Linked DNA regions of Mus musculus: regions 1, 2 and 3 are each linked to region 4. A link is a contact called in public promoter capture Hi-C data. All regions are on one chromosome and are shown on one strand. The core of a region is the stretch at or near the end of the contact, and the rest is flanking DNA. Distances in the headings are between cores, read along the strand shown. Region 1 holds the start of D130051D11Rik (a long non-coding RNA gene). Region 2 holds the start of Nup50 (nucleoporin 50). Region 3 holds the start of Fam118a (family with sequence similarity 118, member A). Region 4 holds the start of Creld2 (cysteine-rich with EGF-like domains 2).

What was found. Promoter capture Hi-C pulls out the DNA fragments that hold promoters and counts their contacts.
Region 1: a promoter capture Hi-C map of pre-B cells shows a contact between it and region 4. The contact joins the promoter of D130051D11Rik here to the promoter of Creld2 in region 4. A contact is called at or near these places in 2 of 39 promoter capture datasets (maxillary cranial neural crest and pre-B cells).
Region 2: a promoter capture Hi-C map of pre-B cells shows a contact between it and region 4. The contact joins the promoter of Nup50 here to the promoter of Creld2 in region 4.
Region 3: a contact with region 4 is called in a promoter capture Hi-C map of pre-B cells. The contact joins the promoter of Fam118a here to the promoter of Creld2 in region 4. A contact is called at or near these places in 2 of 39 promoter capture datasets (the HPC-7 cell line and pre-B cells).

What each region holds. Positions count from the first base shown.
Region 1 is chr15:85,631,270-85,637,651 of GRCm38.p6, forward strand. D130051D11Rik (a long non-coding RNA gene) reads left to right here and starts at 3,327. Exons shown (of 2, transcript XR_003951642.1): 1 at 3,327-4,766.
Region 2 is chr15:84,919,066-84,926,211 of GRCm38.p6, forward strand. It overlaps Nup50 (nucleoporin 50), which reads left to right and starts at 4,363. Exons shown (of 8, transcript NM_016714.2): 1 at 4,363-4,585.
Region 3 is chr15:85,034,623-85,041,315 of GRCm38.p6, forward strand. Fam118a (family with sequence similarity 118, member A) reads left to right here and starts at 2,440. Exons shown (of 9, transcript NM_133750.4): 1 at 2,440-2,622.
Region 4 is chr15:88,816,638-88,823,355 of GRCm38.p6, forward strand. Creld2 (cysteine-rich with EGF-like domains 2) reads left to right here and starts at 3,009. Exons shown (of 10, transcript NM_029720.2): 1 at 3,009-3,197; 2 at 3,294-3,376; 3 at 3,892-4,002; 4 at 4,498-4,589; 5 at 5,322-5,498; 6 at 6,430-6,525. The coding sequence starts at 3,075. Alg12 (asparagine-linked glycosylation 12 (alpha-1,6-mannosyltransferase)) reads right to left here and starts at 2,681. Exons shown (of 10, transcript NM_001142357.1): 1 at 2,621-2,681.

The DNA.
Region 1 (6,382 bases), core at 2,077-4,576, 3.2 Mb before region 4:
CTTAAGGAACATGAGAGACACACAAGGATGCTCACTACAGTCTGTGTGTCAATCACCCATATGGCCAACAGTGAAGAATCAAGTACAGGAGGTACATACGAGACATCCGAACAGTGGATGGCATAAAATGTGCTGCAGAAACACTGAAACATGAGACTTTTTTAAAAAATTGCCTGTTAGTAAAGGCAAAGATAATACAACATGGTGTATAGTCACAGTGGCTATATGGGCACAGTGCCACGAACAGAGGCGGCCTTGACAATGGCGGCCTCTCCAACTTGTAGCTCTGTTTGTTATTTTATCAGAATTGTCAGCAATAAATGTATTGGTGTTTAGAGAAGAAAATGTCTCTCTCTCTCTCTCTCTCTCTCTCTCTCTCTCTCTCTGTGTGTGTGTGTGTGTGTGTGTGTGTGTGTGTGTTGGTGGTGGTTCAAACAGAAAAGATCAAGTTCAGATAAAGATCACCAGTGATTTGCTGCTTTTCCAAACCAGGCTTGCTTTCCTGCTTGGAGATTAGTACAGAGAAGCCTGAATGACGCCATCCGCAGCCACCTGGAGGGGCACCTCAATGGGCCTGAGATTTATGAACTGGGATTAGCATCTGAGAAAAAGACCCTATCCCTCCCCCATGGTTTAGCATGTAATCTAGTACTATGAAGGCAGAAAGAGGAGGATTCCTTGGGCTTGCTGGTCAGCCAGTCTGATCCAAAAGTTGAGCTCCAGTTCAATGAGAGACTCTGTCTCAAAAAATAAGGTGGGAAAAAATAATAAGGCAGAGAATAATTGAAGAAATCACTCGAAGTCTGACTCTGTCCTCCATGTATACATAAACACATACACACACTCCAAAAAGTCTTCCCACCCCAAAAATGCCTTTAGGGGGTGTTAACATAGTTGTAAGGGTATTATTGAGGAGGCTGGCTAAAGGGCTCAGGAGGTAAAGGTGCTTGCCCCACACGTTCGCCAGCTTGAATTTGATCCCTGGAACCCACATAAAAAGTCTGATTTACGTCAGGCATGTATCTAATTTCAGCACTTCGGCGAGATGGGAGTCAGAAACGGGAGAATCAGCTGCAAGCACAAGGGTCAGCTTGCCTGTACTGCGCAGCAGAAATGAGCTGCCCTCCCTCAAGGAGGTGGAAGGAGACACTCCTAAAAATCGTCCTCAGACTTCCTCATGAATATTAATAAGCTTTTTTTTTTTTTTTTTAATGTACTGTTTCCACAGCATTAGGCATCCACTCCTTGCTATGCAGCCATCAGCATCCATTTCCACACCTTCTCATCCTAAACTGAAACTCATCTGGTCACTAAGAACTTTACACTTCCTCTGGCCTCAGAGCCTAGAAACGCCATTCTCCTGTCTATGGGCTCGCCTGAGGATCTGTTGAATGGGCCTCATGATTGGATACTTTGTGTCTAGCTTTCTTCACCTAGCCCTGTTTTCAGGGTTCAATTCTGTTGTAGCTGATTGGAGAACTTGATTCCTTTCTAAGCCTGCTGATGCCCCTTTGTTTGTGTTTATGCTATCAGCTTCACCCACTGACCCATCCATGACCCTTTGGGAGCTGTTTCTAGAATTTCTACCTTTCCTCTCCTTGGAGCAGGAGTGCACAGCAGACTGACAGCATTCCTGCTTTCAAGTCCTTGGTTACATACTGACAAGAGAAATTGCTGGGCCTTGTGGTAGCTCTGGCTTTTCCATAAAGGTTTCTGTAGCAACTACGTCATTTTGCATTCCTACCAGCAATGTGAAAAGGTTCCAGATTCTCCACATACTTGCCAACACTTTTTCCATTTTTCCATTTTTGTGCTTTTTTTTTTTTTCTGTACTTGCAACCTTAGTGTGAAGTGTTTTGTGAATTTGGTTTTTTTTTTTTCCCCTCTGTTGATTGGCCACAATGAGTATCTTGTTGGCTGTATGGGTCTTAGCTACTTAGTCTTTAAAAACATTTAAGTCCTTTGCCTATAATTAAATTAGGGATTTCATTGTTGAGTTTTAGTTCTTTATGTAATCTGGACACTAGGTATCTATTTTTTGGCTACAAGTGATTTATCACTTGTTGAAACATTGTTACCTTTTAAATGTAGAAAACTCAAAAGAGGGCCGAGCTTGGTGGCTCAAGCCTTTAATCCCAGCACTCCGGAGGCAGAGGCAGGCAGATTTCTGAGTTCGAGGCCAGCCTGGTCTACAAAGTGAGTTCCAGGACAGTCAGGGCTATATAGAGAAACCCTGTCTCGAAAAAACAAACAACAAAAACAAACAAAAAACAATAACAAAAACAAAAGAGAGAAAGAAAGAAAGAAAGGAAAACTCAAAAGAGATGGAAACAAGACGGCCTATGAGAGTTAAATAACAAAGGGGTTTCCCATCTAGGGCTGTGTGGGGCCACAAATAGGGCTATGGTCAGACCCTCACAGCAACACCAGCCACAAAAAGACAAAGGGCAAGGTAGTACTGTATAGTATTGTCCCTATTTCTGTTTCAAATATACATAGAATTATAAAAATAGAAACGTCAAAATGTTAACACTAGTGATCTTAAATAATCAGAGTGTTTATTTGTTTTTGTTGTTGTTTTTTGTGTTGTTGTTGTTGGTGTTTTTGAGATATAGCCCTGACTGTCCTGGAACTTGCTCTGTAGTCCAGGCTGGTCTCAAGAGCAGAGATTCACCTGCCTCTACCTCCCAAGTGCTGGGATTAAAGGAGTGTGCCACTACCTGGCATATTGATCAGGTTTTTAAAAATTCTTGTCAACTTTCTAAATTTTCTCCAGTAACGTATGATTTTTGAGTTGGAAAATTATAAAGTTTTTGTTTGTTTGTTTGTTTGATACTAGAATGGAAGCCAAGGTCTCCTGTCTGCTAGGAAAGGACTCTACCAACTGAGGTACACCCTTAGATCAAGAACTGGGTATTTTTAAGGTATTCTCAAGTGTTACTGCAATTTTGCAAGACTCTTTACATCACGTACACAGCCTCAAAAAAGGAAAAATCTCACGAGGAGCTTGAGGGTTACCCGTTTTCTTCCTCCTTGCCAAGATTTACAAACTCCAAGGGCAGGAAAGCTTTCAGAACAGAAAAGTCTGACTAAAACGAAAATCTGATTCAAGTGAAATGCAGCCCTAAGGTTCACAGTGACAGGCTGAGAGCCCGCCCTGAGTCTGCGCAAACTCATTTAGGCCGCGCGCAGAGGCTCCGCCTCCCGCCTGCCCGCACTAAGGTTGGGCGTGCCCGGCGCCAGGTCCCGCCCACATACCTAGGCCCCGCCCCACACGCAGGCCTCGCCCCGGAGCCGCAGCCTGCTAGGCCGTAAATTTGCATTCAGAGCTGGCCGACCCAGGGCCCGCCCACTCTGTGCTTCACTCCGCCCGCACCGCCCGCGACCCCGGAAGTCGGAGATGGTGGCCCAGTGGCTCCACCTCCAGCTGGGCAAGGCTCCGCCTCTAGACAGGGCCCCGCCTCTCAGCTGCGAACCGCGGCCTCCAAGTATGCCGCACCCTGGACTTCATTTCCGGCGCAGGCTACTTAGAAGTCACGCCCCCAGACTCGAGAGGCCCCGCCCTACGTCTACCGCGAGTCTGCTTCCGGGGTGGAGCGTGAGAGTTGTGTGTTATTTTAAGGGCTGTGGGCGCCGTGGGCGCACTTCTGCCTTTTCTGCTCCCTCTGTACCCCCTCAAGGTGTGAGCGTGGAGCTTTCTAGGTCCCTAGAGGGGGCAGGCCACGGCACCGTCTTGGCGGCGGAGTCCTGGCACCGGGAACCCGAGGCCCCTCCTACTTTAGACTGTAGCCTCCCTCTGTACCAGGAGCGACGTGGCCCTGCCGGGTGCTCAGCCCTATCCAAGAAATGCAGAGCCCAGGCTAGCCCCGCAGTGTGAACGCCCCTTTTGGAGGTCTGCAGGCCCAGAGACGAGAGCGCCTATTTGTTGACAGCCACTTTTCAGGAAGGCCCGCACATGCTTCTGATGTGCTGTCGCAGGGCTCCTAGCCACTGTGGCCAGCACTGTCCCTCCACAGAGAGACAAGTCCTTCCACACCCTGGTTCTGATTCTCTGGTTTAATCTGTTCTGCTCAGCTGGAGCACATAGTTCCTTTCCGTGGTCACCTCTCGTCGCCAGCACTGCCCCGTTCATCATTCTTTATTCCTAGCCAGAAGACTTTAAGCATCCTGGAGGTGCCTGATGTCCCCACCCCAACTTGTTCACCGAGACCATCAAATAAAGGTTCTTTAACCTTTAATAATGGCTCATACAGAGGACCCACTGTGGCTTAAAACATCATGGGGTTGCTTAATCTACTAAATGTCCTGGCTTATCAACTCAGCACACTGGAGCATGTGGTTTCCCCTGGTGATGGCCAGCGTTGAGAAAGGGTGCTTATATCGCATTATCACCAGCATGGAAGAGATCAAACTCAAAATCCCAAGTAGTGTTTCTGCTGATGCCTGTCGCTTCTGCACCATTACAAGATCAACCCCCAAATGAAACATTGTAGATTGTGCATCATTTGTGCGCTGTCTTTCTTTGTACCGGAGTCAGGAGTGGGTTGCAGAAGATGGTCTCTATGATGCCTTTGAAGAACATGGAAAAGTAGGTGATTTCCAAGCATCTGGTTTGTTGGACCAAGCCTGCCAAGCCACTCTCAGGGACAGAATGTGTATGAAAGAGACCACCCAGTGTTCTCATATATAATTTTGAAGAAACCAGCCTTGTGCACTGAGAGTGCCTCTCTCTTCTGCACCTACTGCTCTCCTTGGGATAGCCTAAGGTATCTTATTGGTTCCATAGTGTCTTTCCAGGTCTTATGTGGTGGCTGTTGGCAGCAGTGGGTACCTAGCCCTGGGCTTGAGGTTCTACCTCATTTGTTTGCAATAGTCCAGATTTTCTAGACTGAAATGTGCCTCAGAGAGGCAGCCTTACAGTGCTTTGGTTTTTTGGTTTTTTTTTTTTTTCTTTCTCCATATTAGAAGACAAAGCTTGGGAACTGGATGGGCACCTCTATAAAAAGAAAACACATGGTTTCCAAGAGAATGGCCTCTCTGGTTTTTGTTTTGTTTTGTTTTGTTTTTTTCCCACCAATTGTGGACAGAGGCACACTTCAGCCCAATAATTTCAAGTGAGTCGAGGAATCTCAACTCAGAGACCAGTGCCCCCCTTTTTATGGGAAAAAAAAAGAATAAATGTGTCTTGGGTGTGGTCCAAGGAATAAGGACTCTTGGAGCTGAACAGGACTTAGTAGGAGGGTCTAGACTACTTTTGTGCTCAGAAAATCATTCTGGGTTCCACCTAAGCCAGTATAGGGTGAGTATTTACTCCTCAGGGCATGCTAGCCACAATGCAGAGAGGCCTCGCTGATTCAAAAGAGGCTTTCAGCTCCAAACCTCTAAAGAACTAAGGTTTCCCGGGAGTTCAGACTACTCTGAGGCCTCAGGCAAGCCCTTCATCTCCTTCTTTCCCTCACTCTCTTCCTCCGTCCCTTCCTTCCTTTCTTCCATCCTTTCTTTATTTCTTCCTTTCTTGTTAAAGATTTATATTATTTTAAATTTTGTGTGTGTCTGTGTGTGTGTGTGCATGTGATTATACTCATAAGAGTGCAGGTGTCCAAGGAGGCCAGAGGTGTTGGATTCCCCAAAACCAAGAGTTAGAGACAGTTGTGAGCCATCTGATTTGGGTGCTGAGAAGCAAACTTCGATCCTCTGGAAAAGAACTATGTGCTTTTGACCACTAAACCTTTTTTCACCCCTTAGTTCTTTCTTTTTGTATGTGTGTATATGTTTCTGTGGGCCATGAGTGTGGGTATTCATGCATGTGTGTATGTGGAAGCCAGAGTCTATGTACAGTGTCCTTCTCAATCATTCCTTTTATTTTTGAGTTTTAAATTTTTGTTTACGTGTACAAGTATTTTGCCTGTATTTATGTATGCCTGCCTGCATGCATATTGGTGCACACAGAGGTCAGAAATGGCCATCAGATTCTCTAGAACTGAAGTCACAGACGTTTGTGAGCCATCATATGGGTGCTAAAAACCAAACCTGGGTCCTCTGCAAGAGCAACAAGTGCTGTAAACTACTGAACCATCTCTCCATCCCCCTTCCACTTCGTTCTTTTGAGGCAGAGTCTCTCACTAAGCTAGAACTTAGAGATTTGGCTAGGCTGGCCAGCATGCCCCAGGGAACCTCCTGTCCCTGCCTGCCCAGGGCTGGGATTGCCCATGATGCTCAGCTCCTATATATAGGTTCTAGGGATCACACTTAGGTTCTCATGGTTGCACAGCAAGGACTTTACTGACTGAGGCAGCTCCTCTTTCTTAACTTCTCTGAGCCTCAGGTTTCTCATCTGTTAAATGTGGAAAACCATATTTGTTATTTGGGATTAAATAAGACA
Region 2 (7,146 bases), core at 3,113-5,612, 3.9 Mb before region 4:
TACATTGGTGAAGGCCTGGAGGATTCCTGAGGAGCTTTGGGCCTTCCATCAACACTGGAAGCCTGAAGAAGTTGGTCCTAAAGTCAGCTAAAGGAGCAGCAGCAGCAGCAGCAGCAGCAGCAGCAGCAGCAGCAGAATAGATGAACTTGCCATCAAGAATGAAGGCCAAGCAGGCAAAAGAGCAAAACTCTCTGGCTTCCATATTGTTTCATCTGAGCACTAACAGAAGGCCCCTCCCATATTTAGGGTGGATCTTCCCACAGCAGTTAAGACAGTCAAGACAACCCCCAACCCCCACAGATGTGCCCACAGGTGAACATGACATAGACAAGCCTACATTGAGGCTTTCTCCCCAGGGGATCCTCCGTAGTCAAATTCACAAACACATCATTACTTTAAAACCTTAACTTTCACCTCTAGTCTCCAAAGTCTCATGTTTACTTTATATAATACATACTGTATAATGTATTCCAGCTTTTTAAAAGCCCCTAAGCAGAGCTAGTGATGGGTCAATGGCCAAGAGCACTGGCTACTTTTTCAGAGGCCCTGAATTTAAGCCCCAGCACCCACATGGCAGCTCACAATCATCTGTAACTCTATTTGCCCACCTGACACCTTCTGACTTCCAAGGGTATCAGGCACACTTGTGGTATACAGACATACATTCAGACAAAAACACATACATAAAATTTAAAATAACTTATTAAAGTAAAAATTTGGGAGTGGAGACAAGGGTATGTGTCATAACAGTTTATAATAAGTTTCAGGAGATTTGACACACTTGTCTGGCTTCTGAGGGCACTGCATGCACATGGTACATAGACATGTGCTCAGACACACATAAAATAAGTATTTCTTAAAACCCCAATTTCTTTACAAATCTCAACACTTTAAAAGTCCAAAGTCTCTAAGTGAGCTATAAAAATCAAAACCAAGTTATATACTCAGGGCCATAACAAATAATCACACCAAAGGGGGGGGGGGGTCAAAATCCAGCTAAGAAAACACAAAATATTGTAGTTTGTGTGCCCAGCATCTGCAACCTTGAATGTAAGGTTCTGGACTCCCAAGGGCTTACGTAGCAAAGTCTTTAAAAGAATGGTTAGTCTTATACCTTAAATATGGTAATGTAGATTTATGAGACATAACCACTGACATCTCAATAGATACTACATTTCATTATAAAGAAATGGCAAACAAAAAAAACAAAACAAGAAAACAAAACAAATTAAAAGCCGGGCAGTGGTGGCCCACGGCTTTAATCCCAGCACTTGGGAGGCAGAGGAAGGCGGATTTCTGAGTTCGAGGCCAGCCTGGTCTACAGAGTGAGTTCCAGGACAGCCAGAGCTACACAGAGAAACCCTGTCTCAAAAAAAAAAAAAAAAAAAACCAAAAAAAGAAATAGGAGAAAACACAGTATCTGCTTTCTATATGCACAAACATGTTTTTAACAGGACAAAAACGTCAGTTACAGACCTCTTTTCTGTAAGGTCACATGGCCACCGTTGGTATTCACAACTGCCTTCCTGTACTACCTATTCTGTATTTCCTCCACCCTCAGCAAGCACATTAGTGAGTCTTGGTTCTTTACCTGGAGTTAGGGAGACCCATATCTTCATTACTGAAGGATCTGGGCAATCTAATCATCCTGTCTGGGTTGGGCTGTTGTAGTTTCCCAGAGTTTAATCACAGGACATGGAACACAAAAGAGATGCCCTGAAGACACATCCCTGTATGTTGGGTTTCCCTAATGCTTATGCATGTCCACAATACCTGCAGATACAAAATCTTACGATGAGTTAAGTCATTTCTCTCTTTTTCAAATCTTAATTTTTGAATATGAATGTTTTGAACTTCCAGTGTTGTGTATCCATCAGATAAGACTGCTGCTCAGACATGAGTTTAAGCCAATACAAACTCTCTTAGCTGACCAGTAACCTTGCTGGGTGTTCAGAATCCCAGCGTAGCCCAAAGTCTTACTCAGGGCGAGTTAAGCACGGACAACAATCTGGGTTGACATACTTCAGTTGAGCTGGGTGACTACATTTAGAAACTATGAAGTATGTATGGCCTTTGATGGCCGTGGTCATTGTTTTCATTTTACCAAGTGGTGCTGCTTGCTGAGTTTCATGGCCTGAATGGTACCACCATCAATGGAGTCTGTTGTGTTAACGTCCGGGATCCTGTTATGGAGGGTTGTGAGCTGTCACGTGAATTCTGAGAACTGAACCTGGATCCCCTGAAAGAACAAGTGCTTTTAAACACCGAGTCACTCCAGTCTGCTCAAGGCTCTTATATTAAGTGGCACAGTATTCACATGAAGTATTTTACTTGCAGGTTTTGCTGTTGGAGAGAGGATCTCACCTGATCCTTCAACATGGCCTTGAACTTGCAATCATGTCCCAGTTCCTAGATTACCCAAACTGCCTATAACCTGAAAGAATTCCGGGCAGGTTTCACACGGACATCTCACTCCAATGAATTCGGCTTGCAGCTAGGTTTTTGTTCCTCAGTACTGAGTGGTGGAATTAAAGGTGTGGACTACTACTTCCAGTTTACTTAGGTTTCCTTTTGCAGTACTACGGCCTCACAGGCGCTAGGCAGATACTTTACCACTGAACACCCCCAACCCTTTCTGGTTCTTCATTTGGTTGCTTTTTGGTAGTTGTGTTTTTGTTTGCTTTTGAGACAGGGTCTCAATATGTGAGGCTGGCCATCTTGGAACTATGAAGATCAAGCTAGCCTGGAATTCAGAGATCTGCCTCTGTACTGGGATTTAATCAAGTACTGGGATTAAAATGAGCACCACTATGACCAGCCAGTTTTGTATTTTTATTTATTTTTGGGAGAGGGTCTAAGTTGCTCAGGCACGCTCAACATAGATTTGAATTTTATCTGTGGCCCAGAATAGGCCTTAAAGTTTTGATTCTCCTGCCTCAACTGTCTGAATAGCTGTGATTGTGGGTCTGGTCTGTATTAATGAGGATCTTCTTGTTACTCTGGCTGGCCTGGGCTGATCCTCTTGCCTCAGCCTTCCAGTAACTGTGACTTTAGTTGAAAATGCCCATGACCTGACTGACTTCAGATACTTAAATTATCTCTGGAGTACTTATAGCACTAAATATGACGTTAACGACATAGCTGAAATGTGTAGAGAATGACAAGAAAAATACCTTGCATGTATTTAACACAAATTTTCAGAAGACACTTCATTGGCAGTCAGTTGAATCAAGAACAAATGTGTGCATTAAATGCGATCTGGCTTTTTCTCTTTCACTCTGCTGGATCTGGGGGAACTGAATTTAGGGCTTTCCTCGTGCTAGCCAAGTACTCTACCACCGTGCCAGCTAGTCTCCTTTTGCAGTTCTTGCAGATCGATGGATGAAACACCCTGAAAATAAGGGACTTGACTTCTCCCTTGGAACCCCCTTTGTCCTCTCTCAAAAGTTTGGAACTATTGCTCTAGAAATGCTAGTTTCTCTGAGACCCGTTTCCGGATGGTTAAGGATGGGTCTGACATTCTGGTTCACATTCTCGTTAAAACTCAAGCAGAAGAATTAGACCAACCGGAATCCCTTCTTAAACAACTGAACCGCTTTAGAGTGCTGTAGTCAGCTAAAAGCACACAAAACACGAGTCCTGGTCCAGGACGCATACGGTTCGTCCCGCAGCTGAATCCCTCCGGGGACTTCATCTCCTGTGGGCCCTAGCTGGTCCTGCAGCTTGGGGCAAATTTACAGCTCCCAACGAGGAAATCTGTGGACATCTATCATAAAGCAGCAATTGGGGCAGGTGACCTTTAGAGTCCGTCCCGCAGGGCTCTCCAGCCCCATGTCGGGAAGAGCTACCACAAGCTTCCAAGTCTCCGCAGACTGAGATCCACCCTCCCCAAGGCCCGTCCACGTGAGAATCACGTTGCACCCGCCTCGTGCTCCCCCCAGATCCACGGCCAGTCTCCTCAGCCACCCACCACACCATCGGAGGCCTCCAAAGTCACTGACCACAACGCCTCCCGCTAGTGTCTCGGCAGCGATTGGCGCGCGAACCTCCTCAAACTGGGACGGCGGCCGACACGTGACCAACGTGCTTAACCCGCGTTTGACAGTGGCTTTGGCTCCCGGCCCGCTGCCCGCGCTCCCTGTGCGCACGCGCGAGCTCCAATGGTCCTCCCGGCGACTGTTTCTAGGGCGGGCTTGCGCATGCGCCGCGCGACCCAAGTGGCCCTCAGGAGAAGGGGCCGGCGGCGGAGGCTCCGACGCGCATGCGCAGTAGCTGGATGCGGGCGTCGCTTGCCTCTTCCCCCTCCCCCTCTCTTTTCCCTCCGATTGGTTCGGAGGCGTCCATTCGAGTTACAAGATGGCGGCCCCGGGCGCTCTCTTCACCGTTCTGTAGCAGCTTCGGGCTGAGCGGATGTCTCTTCTTGTCCTCAGTGTCGGACTCAGAGACACACGGCTCCCGAGTTCTGCTGATCACGAAGTTCCCGGAGGCGCTCGACGCACCGGAATCTCCCAGCGGCCGCGACCGCCGCCTCGGCCCTGCTCGCCGCGGCGCCGGGACTCCAGCGTGATCGGCGGCGGCAGTCAAGGTAGGTGAGGGCCGGGCAGGCCAGGAGGGCGGGGCGGCGGCCGCCTTGGCGACGCGGCGGGCTGTTTGTGAAGCCGGACCGGGCCGGGCCTGCCGGGCGAGCCGCCTGGCAGTGGAAGGCTCGGCTGAGCGCGGGCCTCGGCCCCAGCGGAGGTAGGCGGCGGTGGCAGGGCCGCCCTGGCCCAACCCTGGCTGGCCTTCGCCCCTTACATGTCGTCTCCCCGGCTGTTCGGTCCCCCGGTGCCCTCACCGAGTTTCCAGGCCGTTGGTCACCCGGGTTCGTCCAGGGCCACTTTTGAGGTTTGGGCTTTTCCGGGGCGTTATAGTGACCTCGATCGGCTCCTGGTGTTTTCCTGTGAAAGTCATCTCTTGACCGCAGAGTTGTGCGGGTGCGCACACCGCAGGAAGCGGCCCGATCGTGAATAATTCACACACACACACACACACACACACACACACCATCACCATCCCCTGTCAACACACACACACACCCCGTCCCCCGGCAACTTCCTAGCTTCATATCTTAAAAGCATTTCGTGGAGCCATTTTACCCACAAACGCAGACATTTGGCAAAGTCTTCCGGGCAGCTGTTGTAAGTCATTTATTACAGGGATTAAATTTCCCCGGTAACATATTGGTAGAAGCTTATCTAGTACGTACGAGACCCTGGATCCTGTCCCCACCGCTTTAAAAGAAAAATAAAACAGAAAAGCTTTAATAACAACAATAATAGCTGGCAGATAAGTCTCAAGTGCCAGGCCTTGTTCCAGATAATTTGCAGAGTTGTGTTTAACTATGGAATGTGAAATAAGTAGGTATTTGGTGCTTTAAAAAAAAAAGTATGTATCTCCTATGTTGGCCTTGAACTTGTTCTATGGCTTAGACTGGCCTCAAACTGTCATCCTGCTTCAGCCTCCCTCTACCATCACCCGGGTTGGTGAAATGTGTTTTAAAAGTTTAGCCTATAGTAGTAGTTACTTTTCCCTCTACAGCTTTTGAGTTTTGGAGTAAAAATAGGGGTTATTTTTGTTACTATTTTGACAGGACACTTCCTCTGTTTGAGGCACTCTTCTAAGCTATGCCATCTTAGTTTTCATAGCAGTCCCTCTGTCCCACAGATAATCATTCGCCAAACCCGATTGCCCAGGCTCGCTCAGCTTGTCCTGGAAGCTAGCAATAGCATCTTGTATTTTCTCAAATAAGTAATGCCTCGGACCACTGAATCAACAACAGATCTATGAGCCAGGTAGGTTTGGGACATTTTAGAGTCATCAGGAAACAAAACTAGAATTCCTGGCCTCTGACTCATCTGAGTAAAGTGTGAAATGGCAGCGGCAGCATTCGTTTGTTTTAGTCTGTCAGGTACTCTTTAGTTTCAAGTCTGAGCTAGACAGTTTAAATGCGTTTCCCACTATTCCTTTTGTCCACATCTTAAAACAGTAAATCTAGCAGGGTCACTGCTTACCTCTTTTGCCCTCTGGTGGTGATGTTAGGTAATGATTAGAAAAATTTCCCTAGGGATCCAGAGACCTCACCTGTGAACAGTTCTGTAAAGAACGCTATTTCTGATAAGATTAATTTTGCAGCGGTTTGGGAGAGGAGTTAAAAAGAGACGGTTCCCAGTTACTGATATTTATTAAAACTCATGCTGTATATTTTAGAATCTTCATTTTTAAAATCATTCATTCTGTAATCAGAAAACGTGCCTGTAAGAGAAAAATGTAAAAGGTTGGAATGTTTCGAAAGCTGGAGCCCTGCACGTCAGATATTGGAAGGCTTTGGAATTTATGATTTCAAACTTACTCTGTAGTTGCTAATCTGCTGTAGAGCATTAAGCGATGGGTAAGTTTGTATCTAATGACTGTTCCAGGCCTACTCTGGTGGGATGTTGTGCTGAGGGTAAATGAATGGAGAAAGTATCAGGAAGGAGTACCTACTGCCAGCCTGGGCAAGTACCCTCGCTGCTAAAGCTGCTCTGAAGAGATGAAACAGTGCTTAGAACAAAACCCTCCAAGCTCCTGTCTCTCTCTCTGTCTCTCTGTCTCTCTCTCTGTCTCTCTCTCTGTCTCTCTCTCTGTCTCTCTCTCTGTCTCTCTCTCTCTCTCTCTCTCTCTCTGTGTGTGTGTACAGTGCCTGTGCAGGACAGTAGAGGGCACTAGATCCCCTGTAACTCCCAACAGGAATATGAGCTGCCTGACATGGGTGCTGGAACTGACTTGGGTCCTTTGCAAGAGTAATAATGTGTGCTCTTAACTGCTGGGCTATTATCTCCCTAGCCCCTGTTATTGCTATTTCTAAAAGGCAAGGCATTTTTTTTCTGGAAACAGGTTTTCTCTGTGTAGCCCTGGCTGTCCTAGAACTTATTCTGTAGACTAGCCTGGCCTTAAACTCACAGAGATCCACCTACCTCTATCTCCTGAGTCCTGGGGTTAAAGGTGTATGCCACCTTGCCTGGCTCTTGTTACTACCACTACTACTGCTGCTGCTGCTATTATTATTATTATTAATTTGTGCTTGCTCACCCGTGGAAGCCAGAAAAGTTAGTTAGATACCCCAAGAGT
Region 3 (6,693 bases), core at 1,190-3,689, 3.8 Mb before region 4:
GGCGTGTGTGGGTGTGAGGGGGTGACAATATGTTGTCGTGGGACACCTGTTGTGTCTTTTCTACCACCCTAGCATTTCTCACTGAGTCTGGCAGTTCTTTCCTTTCTGGTTGTGCAAAGTTCTTTCTGTAGCAAACCAGACAGCAGCACACTGAAGCAGCTTGACTGACCAGTTAAGTCCCTGTGTGTGTGTGTGTGTGTGTGTGTGTGTGTGTGTGTGTATCCATGGCATTACTGTGGAGATCTGAGGACAAACTTCTCTGTGGGTTTGGGTCAGGGTCCGTCTTATGTTGTTCACAATGTCATGAGCCAGACTCGCTGGCTTTGGAGCTTCTGGAATTCCTCGGGTCTTTGCCTCTCATCTCACTGTGGATGTGCCACCATGCCTGACTTTTAGGTGGGCTCTGGGGATTCAAACTCAGGTCTTCATGACTGCATGGCAAATGCTTTACCCACAAGGAGACATCTCCCCATTCCTGACTCTGTTTTCTGAATCTGTGGGGGAAAAAAGTCACAATCCTTACTGCACAGGGTTGCTGTGAGAGTGAAGGAAGAGGTGTCACAGGGAAGTTTAGCACATAGTTTGTGCTTTGTAATCATTACTCTCGCAGACTTCCACAGGCACTTGCATTTCAAACAGACTGACATCTCCTGGGGTAGCCACTGCTGCTTGCCTCCAAGGCCACCTTTGGTATAACAAAGAAAGGAATCTGGTCTGTTGAACTCATGCCATGAAACATATTTTGTGCACACACCTATTCATGAATTTGTTCAGCCTACCTGAATGACGCACTGCAGGAACACACTGGCGGGCGCTACATTATCTACTCAGAATGAACACAGTGGACAGGGATTAAAGCAGTTTTCTGAGACTCCCTGTAAATCAGGGTGATCCTAGTACTGCCAGGCTGGGTAGAAAGTGTTCATCTGTCTCTCTTGGATACAGAGGAGGGCATTGTTTCTAAGGTGTCCCTTTTGTCCCTTCTGTGGGTTTGCCCTTGTAAAGCTGCTTGGCTGAATGGGCAGAGACTTCCGATCTGTGTTGACCTTAGATGGAGAGTTGGGATTACTGAGGCTCTGCCACACTGGATCTTGGAGGGCATCCAGTGTGTGGGTGGTGTGCTGTGGGTTCTAACTCCTCAGCTCCTAGCCTACAGTCTCCTTGAACAACTTCCTTCCTGTAACCCGGGAACTTCTCCAGTGTCACAGGTTCAAGTCTTAGGACCCTTTATGGAAGCAGGAGCTTGTGAACTAAATTGCATCACATGTAAATTGTTCAGTCTAGTAGTGGGAAGCCCAGACCTTTGAAGCCAATGCATGGTTGGTATTGCCAATACAACTTCTCTGGGCTTCCTCCTCTCCTGCTGTTAATTGCAGTAAATGGGGTGCCATCCTCATGGGAGATGTCCTGAGGACTGAAAAAAACATTTTCTCAAAGGCCAGCTACTTAGTAGGTACCCAGACTCAGGTGTTCAAACCACTGTTCTGGGCTCTGGTGCCACAAATTTCAAGCTGGCCAGGTAGTGATTTTGTATACCTTACACCCACAGAGTAGGTGGAACTCTGTGAGCTTGAGGCCAGCCTGTTCTACAGCGCTAGTTCTAGGACAGCCAAAGCCACATAAAACCCTGTCTCAAAAAGAAAAGAACAAAAACCCAGGTTTTATTACACATGCATTTTTCTTATGGGGCTGAAGGGATGCTTACAGCAAACCCATGTAGAAAAAAAGGAGCCAGAGGTAGAGGAAGTCCAAATAACTTGCCTGGGCAGGCCGACCTGGGAAGATGAGGAAGAGGAAATAGGCTTTGATCCATCCCAGCCTTATTTAGAGAAAGGAGAGGTGTCATTGACTTTTAAAGGTCCTCATGCTGAGTGCTCCAGCGCAGAGCCCACCCACGTGTACTCTCGAACGTTCGGGGTGGGCACTGAGTTCACCCGATTAACAGGTGCTGAACCTGGGTACATATGCTCATTAGTCCCTGGATCTAAGCCCAAGCTAGACGTGTCCAAGAGGCACATCGGAAGGGCCAGACGCCTACTCTGACACGTGGTAAGGGAGTCGGTCACTGCGGGGAGGACGTGAAGCATGCTAGGCTGGGGAAGGGCACAGGCTGTACAGCCTGTGGCTTGAGGTAGATGGAGTGAGCCCGGCTGGAAGTGGTTGCCCAAGGGTGGTTCCGGCCGAGCTCAACGCCTTCTGCGTTTCCGCGGGGCTGTCCAGGCGTGCAGATGGGGAAACTGAAGACAAAACAGCGCTGGGAAGACTGGCCGCGAGACATTCAGTCTCTTAAGACCAGGCTCATCGTGGACACGACAGCACAGTCCGTGGGTCCAATCGTAGCTTCTCTTGGGGGCGGGACGCGTCGTGGCCACGCCCCTTCGGGCGGGGCTTCCCGTTGCCGCGGGGCCGTTGATTTCAGGGCGGAACGTTCGCGCGGGCAGTGCGCGCGCGCGGGGGGAAGGCCTTGAGAGAGCGCTGCGGATTCGGCTGGGCAGGCTCGGCGTGGTGCACGCGCAGCGCCATCCGGCGCAGCGCCCGGCGGCTCCACCCAGCCGAAGGGGCGCGACCCGGGTGGGAGGCGGCGAGAGCGCGAGCGACACTGGTGTCTCCGTGGCACGGCAGGTGAGGCGGCGGGTCGGGGCTGGGTGCCAGCGCCTCGCGTCTCCCCAGCCCTCAAAACCCGCCTAGGGTGCCCAGGACCCTAGTGCCCTCTGATGCGCTGGGGACCCTGCCTCCGACATCCCCTGGGCTGCCTGGGTCCGCGGCCACCTGTGGACCTGATTACCTTCCACACCTAGAAAACCTCACCATCCTCCAGATTTCCCTCAGACTCAGCACACAGACCTCGGCGGCTTCAGGGCCCGAGACCGTTATATCTTCTCCAGAAGTCCAACAGATCCCCTCTGGTCCAACTCCAAAGCTTCGGGTCTCCAGGCCCATAGACTCCCATCCTTTCTTGGGTGGAGAGGCCTTCAGACCCACCTATCCCTAGAGACCTTCCTTCCTAGGATCTCCTGCCTCCTGCTCTCTATCTTGAGGTCCACAGAGCTTTTCAGCTTCTACTAGAGTGTTCTTGAGGTTTGTGAATTGTAAATAGGGATAAAAGTAGCACCATCTGATAGGTCAACAGAGGACCACGCATAACCAAAGAGGAGGTGGGATGTGGGGCTTCGCATGTGCGTTTGTTTTCACCGTGCAGTGGAGGCTGGTGTGGGACCGACTCATTGTGGAGAATGGCAGCGCTGGGAGTAACGGGAGTTGGGCAGTCAAAGCTCTTTTAGATTGTGCCCTCAATGTGTGGTAGTTTCTGTTACCACACACAGCCCACCAAAACCAGTCCAGGAAAGTAAAGCTTGATTACAGTGGTCTAATTGATGGGACGAAGGTAAACTAAAGGTCCATCTTTCTGGGATCCTGATTTAAGGGTGGCTGTCTTCCCTGAGGTGGAGGTTTGGGGCCAAATGGTACACATCTTATCATTTTCAGTCCTGGAAATCTCTAGAACAAGGATTATCCTTTCCTCGGGCTATTGTCATTGATAAACAGTCCTTGACTTGCTTGCTACACCGGCAGTCTGGTACCCTGAGGTAAAGCCCCAAGAAAGAACATGGCCTGATGATTGTGAAAGGCAAGGGCCAGGCATTTTTAAAGAGGGAGTGGATACCCTCTGCGGCCCAGTGCTGGGTGCTGGAGGCAGATGACACAGCTCCAGCTGGTAAGGGTTGGGAGGTGGGGATTAGCCAAGTTGGTGGTACTTAAGAGTGCCTTCAAGGCAGCTGGGGCTTGGGGGTTCTAGAGAGTAGCTGGGGTGAGGGAAGGGGATGCAAGAGGTAACAGGGAAGCAGACTCTTAAAGGTTGAGGAGTTCTGAGGATCACACCCAGGCCTTATGTTCACAGGTCAGACTGACTGGTGACTGAGCCATGTCCCTAGTCCTGGCTTACATATTTTTTCCAGTGGTCACTTTAGCTGTGGTGGAGCGACTTTTTTTTGTAGGCCAAAAGACCACAAAAGGTAGGAATGACTTGGACCCAGGCCGTGTGGTTCAGTAGCTCTCTAGAGCTTGACTGAGCTGAAAGCCCAGGCTTCGAGCTTGGGGCACTGACACGGGAACTTTTTTTAGGTGAGATTTTTATCTGTTTGCTTATAGGTGGTACTCACCTTAGCGCCTCACCAGGGTGTCTGCTATCCAAGTATAAGACACACTGCTTCCGGTAGGGGGAAGAGGGACTGAAGTCAGCGGGGGAGTCCTGAAGGAAAGGGGAAGGTACTGAAGGAGACGAGTTCGGATGTGTACCTGGAGGGGTTGAAGCTGCAAGCAGGAGGTGTCGATGTCCAGACAGGTGAGCACTGGAAGGTGTGACATGCACTACTGTAGGCAGTGAACTAGGGATTATAAGGAATAATGGATGAAGCCGGATTTGGGAGAAGGAGAGGGAAATGGAGATAGCCTAGTGCAGGAGGGCTTTCTGTGGCTACCACAGCCACACGTGACTGATAGGTACTTAGAATATACCTACAGTGGCAGGACTGGCATTTAATGGGTTAAATCTAGGGGTCCTGGGAAGCATGTAGGCTTCTCTGATATTATCCCATGGAATGCCTCTGGCCACCTGGCTTGGACACACTCTTCCTTTTTCACGTGTGAGGAACAGTCTCAGGGTGAGCCACGCAAGGCTGTAAGCAGCACAGCAAACTGTTGTTGGCTGGGCCCTTCTGGGTTGTGTACCTGTCTTTCCTCCCCAGCCTTCTGCCTGGAGACATGGCCATACCTCTTGTTTAGCTCTCCTTATCAATTCTGCTAAAGTTACTGTGTTCTGCAGGCAGCTGTGTGACAGAGCTGTCGGGGTTGGCTGTGTGTGTGTATCTGTGTCCATCTGTCTGTCTGTCCATGTTCTGGGCTTTCTGATGGTGTGTTTCTGGAGAATGGCAGAAGTCCCACAGGCAAAACGTAGCAGCCAACCTTGGGGCCCAGGATGACCTAGGAGCGTGACAGGGAGGCCTGGGGCTGCAGGGCGTAGGTAGGCCTGAGCTGAGAGTGAAAGGAATCGGGGTAAGCCAGAAGTGAGTTAGAGCCAGAAGTGGGAAGATGCTGGCCAAATTACTGGAGTCTCAGCTTTCACCTCAAAGAAATGAAGCCATTTGTCATTATAGAAACCCTAGATCCCTCCAGCTCTAAAGTTTTGTAGTGGTTTTTTTGTTTTTGTTTTGTTTTTAAGATTTATTTACTTATATGAGTACACTGTAGCTGTCTTCAGACACACCAGAAGTGCTCATCAAATGGTTATGAGCAACCATATGGTTGCTGGGATTTGAACTCAAGGACCTTTGGAAGAGCAGTAAGTGTTCTTAACCCCTGAGCCATATCTCTAGCCCAAGTTTTGTAGTTTTTCTATAGAGCATCTCTTCTGCATCTTCTGGGTTTGGGGGTGGGGGTTCACTTGGGCTCAGGTTGGGGTGTTTTTTGTTTTTTTTTTTTTAACCTCCACTGACTTATAAAGTGATGTAAAGACCTGCCTTACAGGACTTGTCCCCCCTGATGGGCAGACTGAAACAGTGCCGTGGGTGTCAGGTTTCTGGAAAAGCTTCCTATGTGTCCCTTGGCATCCCTGCACACTGGTGGTAGAACAGGGGCAGGACTGCAGCGTGGTGGTGGCTGCCTCTAGAGCTGACTGAGTTGGCACTGAGAGCTGTTGGCACTTGACTGAGAGTGTGCATGCAGAGTGCTTTGTGTGATTTTCCCTAAAAGCAGCAATTTTAATTCTTTTGGGATAGAATCTCATGCGCCCAGGCTAGCCTTAAAATTCTACATAGCTAAGTTTCACTGAACTTCTAATCCTCCTGCCTCTATCTCCAAAAATCTGGGATTGCAGATGTGTGCTTTCATGAGTAGTGCTATACTTTGAAGGAACTATGGTCTTAACTGTTTCAGTTGTGCTTGTGGGGTTTGCTTTTTCTTTTTTAGAATGTGTATTATAGCCATCATCATCGTCAAAGTCATCCTGTGTATGATATGTGTGAATGTATGTAGCACACAGTATGTGCAGAGGTCAGTGGACAACTCTGTGCAGCACAAGAACTAGGACCTAAGTTTGAATCCCCAACACCCTCTTAAAAACTGTGTATGGCTATGGAGGCCCCTACACCTTTGTAGGGGGCAGAGACTGGGAGAGCCCTGGGACTTGATGGTCAGAGAGAGCCCCTGTCTAATTAGGAAGGTGGCAAAGGGTCCTTTTCTCCTGTCCCATCTGACTGACTGCAGGTGTGTTCAAAGCCTGCATTTGGTTAGTGAGGTGCTGGGGATGGAACACAGGGCATTGTGCATGCTAGGCAAACTACTGCTCACCTACATCTCCTGCCATCTGCCGGTGTGTCCTCAGGGTCCTGCTGCCCACTTGCTTTGTAAGAGTGATGCCTGCCCCTCCTGCTGGGAGAAGGAAGTGGGTTTTGAGTTTCTGTTCACTTTTCCTTCAGTGGGATTGAGCTGCAGCCCGTGACTCTACATCTTCTTGCAGGATTTTTATGTATGAGGTGTTGGGAGCAAGGGCTTTGAGCCTGCTGGGGAAGCCTTGTGCCACAGAGCTGTGACTTCCCCTCTCCTGCATCTTTGTACTCAAAGCCTGTACTTTGGTGTAGCACTAGCTGGCCTTGAACTCTCAGAGATCCATTCCTCTGTCTCTCAAGTGCTGGGATT
Region 4 (6,718 bases), core at 1,759-4,258:
CCAGCCTTGTACACTGAACAACTACTGGATTCCTTGACCTCCCACTCATAGGCAGCCGTTATTAACTAGCTAGATCAGTCTGTAAGCCACTCTAATAAATCCCATGCATGTGTGTATGTATATATGTGTATATATGCATGTATGTCTGGGCATCTGATTCCCTGGAACTGGAGTTACCGGCAGTTGTGAGGTGCTGTGTAGGTGCAGGGAACTGAGTTTTGGTCTTCTAAAAGACCAGTCAGCATTCTTAACCAGAGTCACCTCTCCAGCCCCAGCCCCGTGAAATATAATAATGCTCATAATTCCTATGGTCTCAGTTAGGGTTTACATTTCTGTGATAAAACACCACACCCAAGAGCAACTTGGGGGAAGAAAGGGTTTATTTCATCTTACAGCTTACGATCCAAGGAAACTAAGGGCAGAAACTCAAGGCAGGAACTTGGAGGCAGGAGATTAACGTGGATGGAGGTCAAGAAGGAGTGCTGCTTACTGGCTTGCTCCTCATGGCTTGCTCAGTCTGCCTTCTTATGGCACCTATGACCACCAGCCCAGGGATAGCATCACCCACAGTGAGATGGGCCCTACCACATCACCAATCAGGAAAATGCCCCACAGGTATTCCCCAGCCCTGCGCAAAGGCATATTATAAAGACTTTAGTGAGTGTAAATAAGCCACAGCGTGCACTTGCTTATTCCAAGTTCGGTTGCAAGGCTACAGTGAGTCTGGCCAACACTCCACCACGTCTGACTATGCCCAGCTGAGTTAGACCCAATAAAAAGTCCTGAACTGAGAAAGTGTGACGATTGACTAATTAGGTTATAGAACAACATGTACATAAAGTTCCCAACCTGGCACAAAACCATACTGGGGTACAGTGATGCACACTTAGGATTCCAGTACTTGGGAGGCTGAGACAGGAGAAACAAGAGGTCTAGGTCAACCTGGGTAACTTGTTAAGAGCCTGAAGCCCTGGGTTCGGTCCCCAGAACCGGATAAACCCCAGGTATGTAAATATATGTGTGTATCCCAGCACCTAGGGGGTAAGAGGCAAGAGGACTAGAAGTTCAAGGCCATCCTTGGTATTGAAAAGGATGGGGAAGAGGCCAAGCCATCGAGGGAGGCAGCAGTGCGAGATGCGTTGCTTCAGGGACTCCAACTTCGCTGCTTCAACTATCTGCTCTGCAGACCTTTGAAGGAAACCCAAGCTTTAGGGTGGGCTATTACCCACAGAACTCACCCGATCCTCCTCCTTCCTCACAGCCACAAAGGGGTGTGTGTTCTGCTGAGGACCAACAGCAGCTATTTTCTTTCTTTTTTGTTTTTTTGTTTCTTTCGAGACAAGGTTTCTCTGTGTAGCCCTGGCTGTCCTGGAACTCACTCTGTAGACCAGGCTGGCCTTGAACTCAGAAATCCGCCTGCCTCTGTCTCCCAAGTGCTGGGATCAAAGGTGTGCATCACCACCGCCCGGCTAGCTATTTTCAAAGACAACAGGAGACCAGGGTGAGCTGGACCGCTCAACCAGGAGCAGAAACAATACAAGGGAGTTATTCACCAGTACATAAAAACAACTTATCAGCCGGGCGTGGTGGCGCACGCCTTTAATCCCAGCACTTGGGAGGCAGAGACAGGCGGATTTCTGAGTTCGAGGCCAGCCTGGTCTACAGAGTGAGTTCCAGGACAGCCAGAGCTATACAGAGAAACCCTGTCTCAAAAAACCAAAAAAAAAAACAAAACAAAACACCTATCACAGGAATGGGGGCAGCTGCAGGGAAGAAGAGATGCTAATGGCTAAGCTCCAGGAGCCAAGCTCCAAAAAGCTATACTGCTCTTCTGAAGGTCCTGAGTTCAAATCCCAGCAACCACATGGTGGCTCACAACCACCTGTAATGAGATCTGATGCACAGAGCAAGCAGAGGTCGTAAATTCAACTCCCAACAACCAGATGAAGGCTCACAACCCTATGTACAGCTACCGTGTGTACTCATATACATAAAATAAACAAATCTTTAAAAAATTAAAAGCTATACTCTTCGCAAATGTGGCGTGGAGGAGGAGGGCATCTCAGATTAGGGGGTACCCTTCAAAGATCCTGTCGTCCCTGTCCATTGTGATTCCAAAGCTTCCAAGGGAACTGTGGGAATCATTCGTTCAAATTGTGGCTTTAACCTGGAAGTGTTAGCTGGTGTAGATGAACTTACTTGTAAACCAAAGACCAGACTAAACTGTTACTATTTATACAATCAGATGTTCTTTAAAATACACATAGTCCACATCTCCTCCTCCTCCTCCCTCAGGTCACTTAAAGTTCGGAAGGTCATTGTGAACTCACTGCCTGAGGCCCCTGAGGAAATGTCGACCACTGGGGCCCCCTCAACCACACTGAGCAGGACCCAGATGTAGAGCTCTGTTTACGGATGACAGCTCCGGGCGCCAGGTGAGGAGGATGGATGAACGGTCCAGGCCTCGGGCGAGATGTCCCGCCCCCAGGGACACGCTCAGCCTCTAAGTGACAGGTCCATCCCCGGGTTGAGGAACTCAAAGGCCGTCACGCGCGCTCGGGAGAACCCCAGCTTCGCCACCTCCCGCCCGAGTACACCAATCCCGGCGACGCGCGCTAACCTCTCCTCTCCGCAGGACCCCGCGGAACTGAGCAGACTGACCAAGGCAGGAAGCCGGCTGCGGAAACCGGGCCCGGAAGCCAAGTCTTTGCCCGAACTTGACATGGCCACCATTGCCCAGGCTGGCGACCGCAGCTGGCGCTTCCCGCCCGGAGAAAAGATGGCCACTCGTGGAGGGCGGGGCATGGGGACCCGATAGAAGATTACGGTTCTGCCTCATTCTCGCGGGACGCTGACCCGGGGCCTTCTCATTGGTGGCTTCTCGTGGCGAGCCTCAATTGGTCCACATCAGGCAAGGGGGATTCCTCCGGCCAATAGAAGCGCGCGGGGTGAAAGGTGGGCGGGGCCTCGGCGACGCAGTCAAGTAGCCCGGGGAACGGCCGGCGCGCGGGCCGGTGGGCGGAGGCTCAGACTCCGCCGCAGTTCTCGGTGGGTCGCCGGGCAGCCCTCCCGCCATGCACCTGCTGCTTGCAGCCGCGTTCGGGCTGCTGCTGCTGCTGCCGCCGCCCGGGGCCGTAGCCTCCCGGAAGCCGACGATGTGCCAGAGATGCCGGACGCTGGTGGACAAGTTCAACCAGGTGGGCGGGCGGCGGGGTCCGGGGCAGCGGCGCTGGGGCAGGGGCTGGCGGCGGGGTTCACGGTAGCCCATCGAGCTGGTGCCACCTCCACTACAGGGGATGGCCAACACGGCCAGGAAGAATTTCGGTGGCGGCAACACGGCGTGGGAAGAGAAGACGCTGTCTAAGTACGAATTCAGGTGAGTGTTCCCAAGAAGTGCGAGGATGTGCGGTCGCGGTCTGTGAATCGGTGGTCAGACCTTGGGGTCGGTGCAGACCACCGGCACACGGAGGAACCCCTTCGATGGTGGTGGACACCTGTCAATGGTCGTCCCTGCCTCTGGCCACTCAACTGGTCTGTGGTTTCCACACTCCCTACGGCCACTTCTGTGCGCACAGACACTGGAAGGCTTTTACACACACGCACACGGGCCTTTTGGAAACTCAGACTGGAGCCCCTCGCCCTCCTAGAGACTTCTGGCTTCCCTGACTAATGGAATAAGCTCCCTTTCTCATGCTGTAGGGATGGAGGGGCCTACCATTCCTGGGTCCGCTGCACACCCCCCGGTTAGCCTCCCCTTACTGACTAACCTTGCCTGTGGTTGTAGAGACTCTCCTCTTCGCTAAAGTAGTCTCTAGGAGGGACATGTGTAAAGTGAGCAGACTGGTGCTTTGGGGTGCTGGTGCTTTGGGGTGCTGACAGATTGTGTTTCAGTGAGATCCGGCTTCTGGAGATCATGGAGGGTCTGTGTGACAGCAGTGACTTTGAGTGCAACCAACTCTTGGAGCAGCAGGAGGAGCAGCTAGAGGCTTGGTGGCAGACACTGTGAGTGCCTGGGACCCTGTCTTCTGATCTCGCATTTTGCAGTATCTTCCCAGTAGAGAACCTAGAGAAGCAGGAAATATCCTACATCCCCATCCCGATTTACCCCTGCGCTGCCACCATCTCTTAGAAGCTTCCAAGGAGGTCCTGTGCACACCTGACCCTTGCTTCCCCCATCACATAGCCTTGAGGGCGTGGACAGTGCCTCCTAGCCCGAATCACCTGAGGTCCTTAGTTGCTTCAGCCTGAAGTTAAGAAGTGAAAATTGGAGTGGTTAAGCCTCACTTCAGCGCATCGTTACTGTCTGGCTATCACTGTTAGTTACTGATCTCTTACTACACCTAACTTATAAAGTCAACTCCCCCGCTGATATGTTTGAAAACGCCTGTGCTATATTTAGGGTTTGAAACTGTCCAAGGCTTGGAGCATCCCCACTGAGCCGTGCGTGCCTCCGGGCCAGCGTCTCGTGGGATTTAATGACCATTTCAAAACCCTCAGGAAGAAGGAGCACCCCAACCTATTTGAGTGGTTCTGTGTACACACACTGAAAGCGTGCTGTCTTCCAGGCACCTACGGGCCAGACTGTCAAGGTACACCCCCCCCCCCCCCCCCGCCCCTCCGGGACATCCGAGCCTGCATCTTTCCCATGACTCCTCTCTGATGCCCTTCTTGTGTTTAAAAGCACAGAGGGAATTTGAACTGCATGCTCTTTCTGTGGAGTTGGGGAACCCTGCCTCTTTCCTCAGATACATAGCTGTCCACCCCTGCTCTGGTGCTGTGAACCTGGGCCATAGGCTCCCGCATCACTGCTGACTTCTGACTTTAGGGAGTTCTCCTCTTGCCCTCATGAGTGTTCAGGGGGAGGGATCACAGTCTCTCGAGCTCCTCTGTACTGATGGGAGTTGGGGGTGGTAAGCATTCTTACCTAGTCCTGGCCCCTTCTCTGAGGTGACCCTTGAGACTGGAGCCAAGTCATGTTGATCAGTCGGGCTGGATCCGGTGACAGAAGTTTCAGTTTCAGGCATGCACGTGGGCTGAGCTGGCTCTTGTTCCCTTCTCCCTGACTGTATGCTGAATACAACATTGGATTTTTCTCTCTCGGGCACATAGTGTGTTGTCCCATAGCTGGCTCCCCACAGGTGTTCTAGTGTTAATCCTGCCGGTCCCAGGTGGTCAGTGTCTGGCTCTGGCCCTTTCCTTCAGCTTCCAGGTCCCTGTTCCCTCAGCAGGAATTGGTGCCAGGTTTAGATTGTAAGGGACCCCAATGGCTTTATGCTCCAACCCCAGGGGCATGCTCCAAGCAAAAGTTTATGTCTTCCAAGAGTGCCAGGGTGGGTCCGAGAGGCCTTGCAGCGGAAACGGCTATTGCAGCGGAGACGGCAGCAGACAGGGCGACGGGTCCTGCCAGTGTCACACAGGCTACAAGGGACCACTGTGTATTGACTGCACAGACGGCTTCTTCAGCTTGCAGAGGAACGAGACCCACAGCATCTGCTCAGGTAAGCACCGGCACCCAGAGTCTGGCTGGCTTGGGTGATGGAGAGGCTGTGGGGAGCAGCCCTCTGCTGAGGCTGCATAGCTGGGAACAGAGTGCCTCCTGGCCCCTAACCCCATATCCGGTGCAGGAGGCCTGGCAGTATGGGCTTTCTGAAGTATCCATAAGCTACCCTGGAAGGGAAAGGTACTTGCTTCTTAAGCCTTCCTGGGAATGACTTGGTGGTTCAGTGCCTGTGTGACAGGTTCTATCATGCCTGTATCAAATGCCCTTGGTTTTATGACCTAGCACCTAGTAGTTGGCCGTATTCCATATGATCACCTGAAATGATGACATGGCTGTCCCAGAAGGGTGGACAGGTCTTTCAGTTTCCTGCCAGGTGGTTTTTGAGACGGAGGCAAGATACAGAGGCTGAGATGTATCTGTAGTTGATCGAACAACTTCTCAGAGGGAACAAGGACTTTCTGTGCCCACAAGACATGGCTACGAAAGGGAACCAGGACCCTTGGAGGCTACTCCTGAGCACTGGCCCTCCCACGCCCTCGCTCTCACCAGGGTTGTCAAGGTTACCTGGGCAGCTTCTTTCTGAGACTGAGGTCAGCTCTGCCTGTCAAATCAGTCAGCGGAGCACAGGCCTTGCCAGCCTTCTAGGCTGCCATGGTTGCTGCCTGCACAGGGCAGCATCCTTGGTTGAGTTCACTTGATGTTTTATGACTGTGAAGGAAATAGTCAGCAGTCCTTGTCACTGACTAGAGGGACGCTGGATGTGGTGACATCACACTCAGAGTTAAGTGCTGCTGTTTTCTTGGTTTCACCGCTTTTATTTTCCTGCCAATCTTAAAAATCCTCCTTCCTGAAGGAAGGTTTCCTCAGTGTGGGAGGCAATGAGACCCTGTTCCCAAAAGGGCCCTCCTGACACAGCCTTTGCTTTCCAGCCTGTGATGAGTCTTGCAAGACCTGCTCTGGTCCAAGCAACAAAGACTGTATCCAGTGTGAAGTGGGCTGGGCACGTGTGGAGGATGCCTGTGTGGGTGAGGCGCATACCATGGAGATGGGGTGGGGAGAGAGAGTGGGGGGTGGTTCCTTATGGGGCGACCCGACCATCCCAGGGAGGTCTGACTCCCTTCTGATGTCTTTCATCTCCGTCCCACTCGGGGCTGTGGAAGGCCACTCTTATGGCCGGCATGTGGGGTTTTTAGAGGGACTCAGACTTGTATTAAGCCA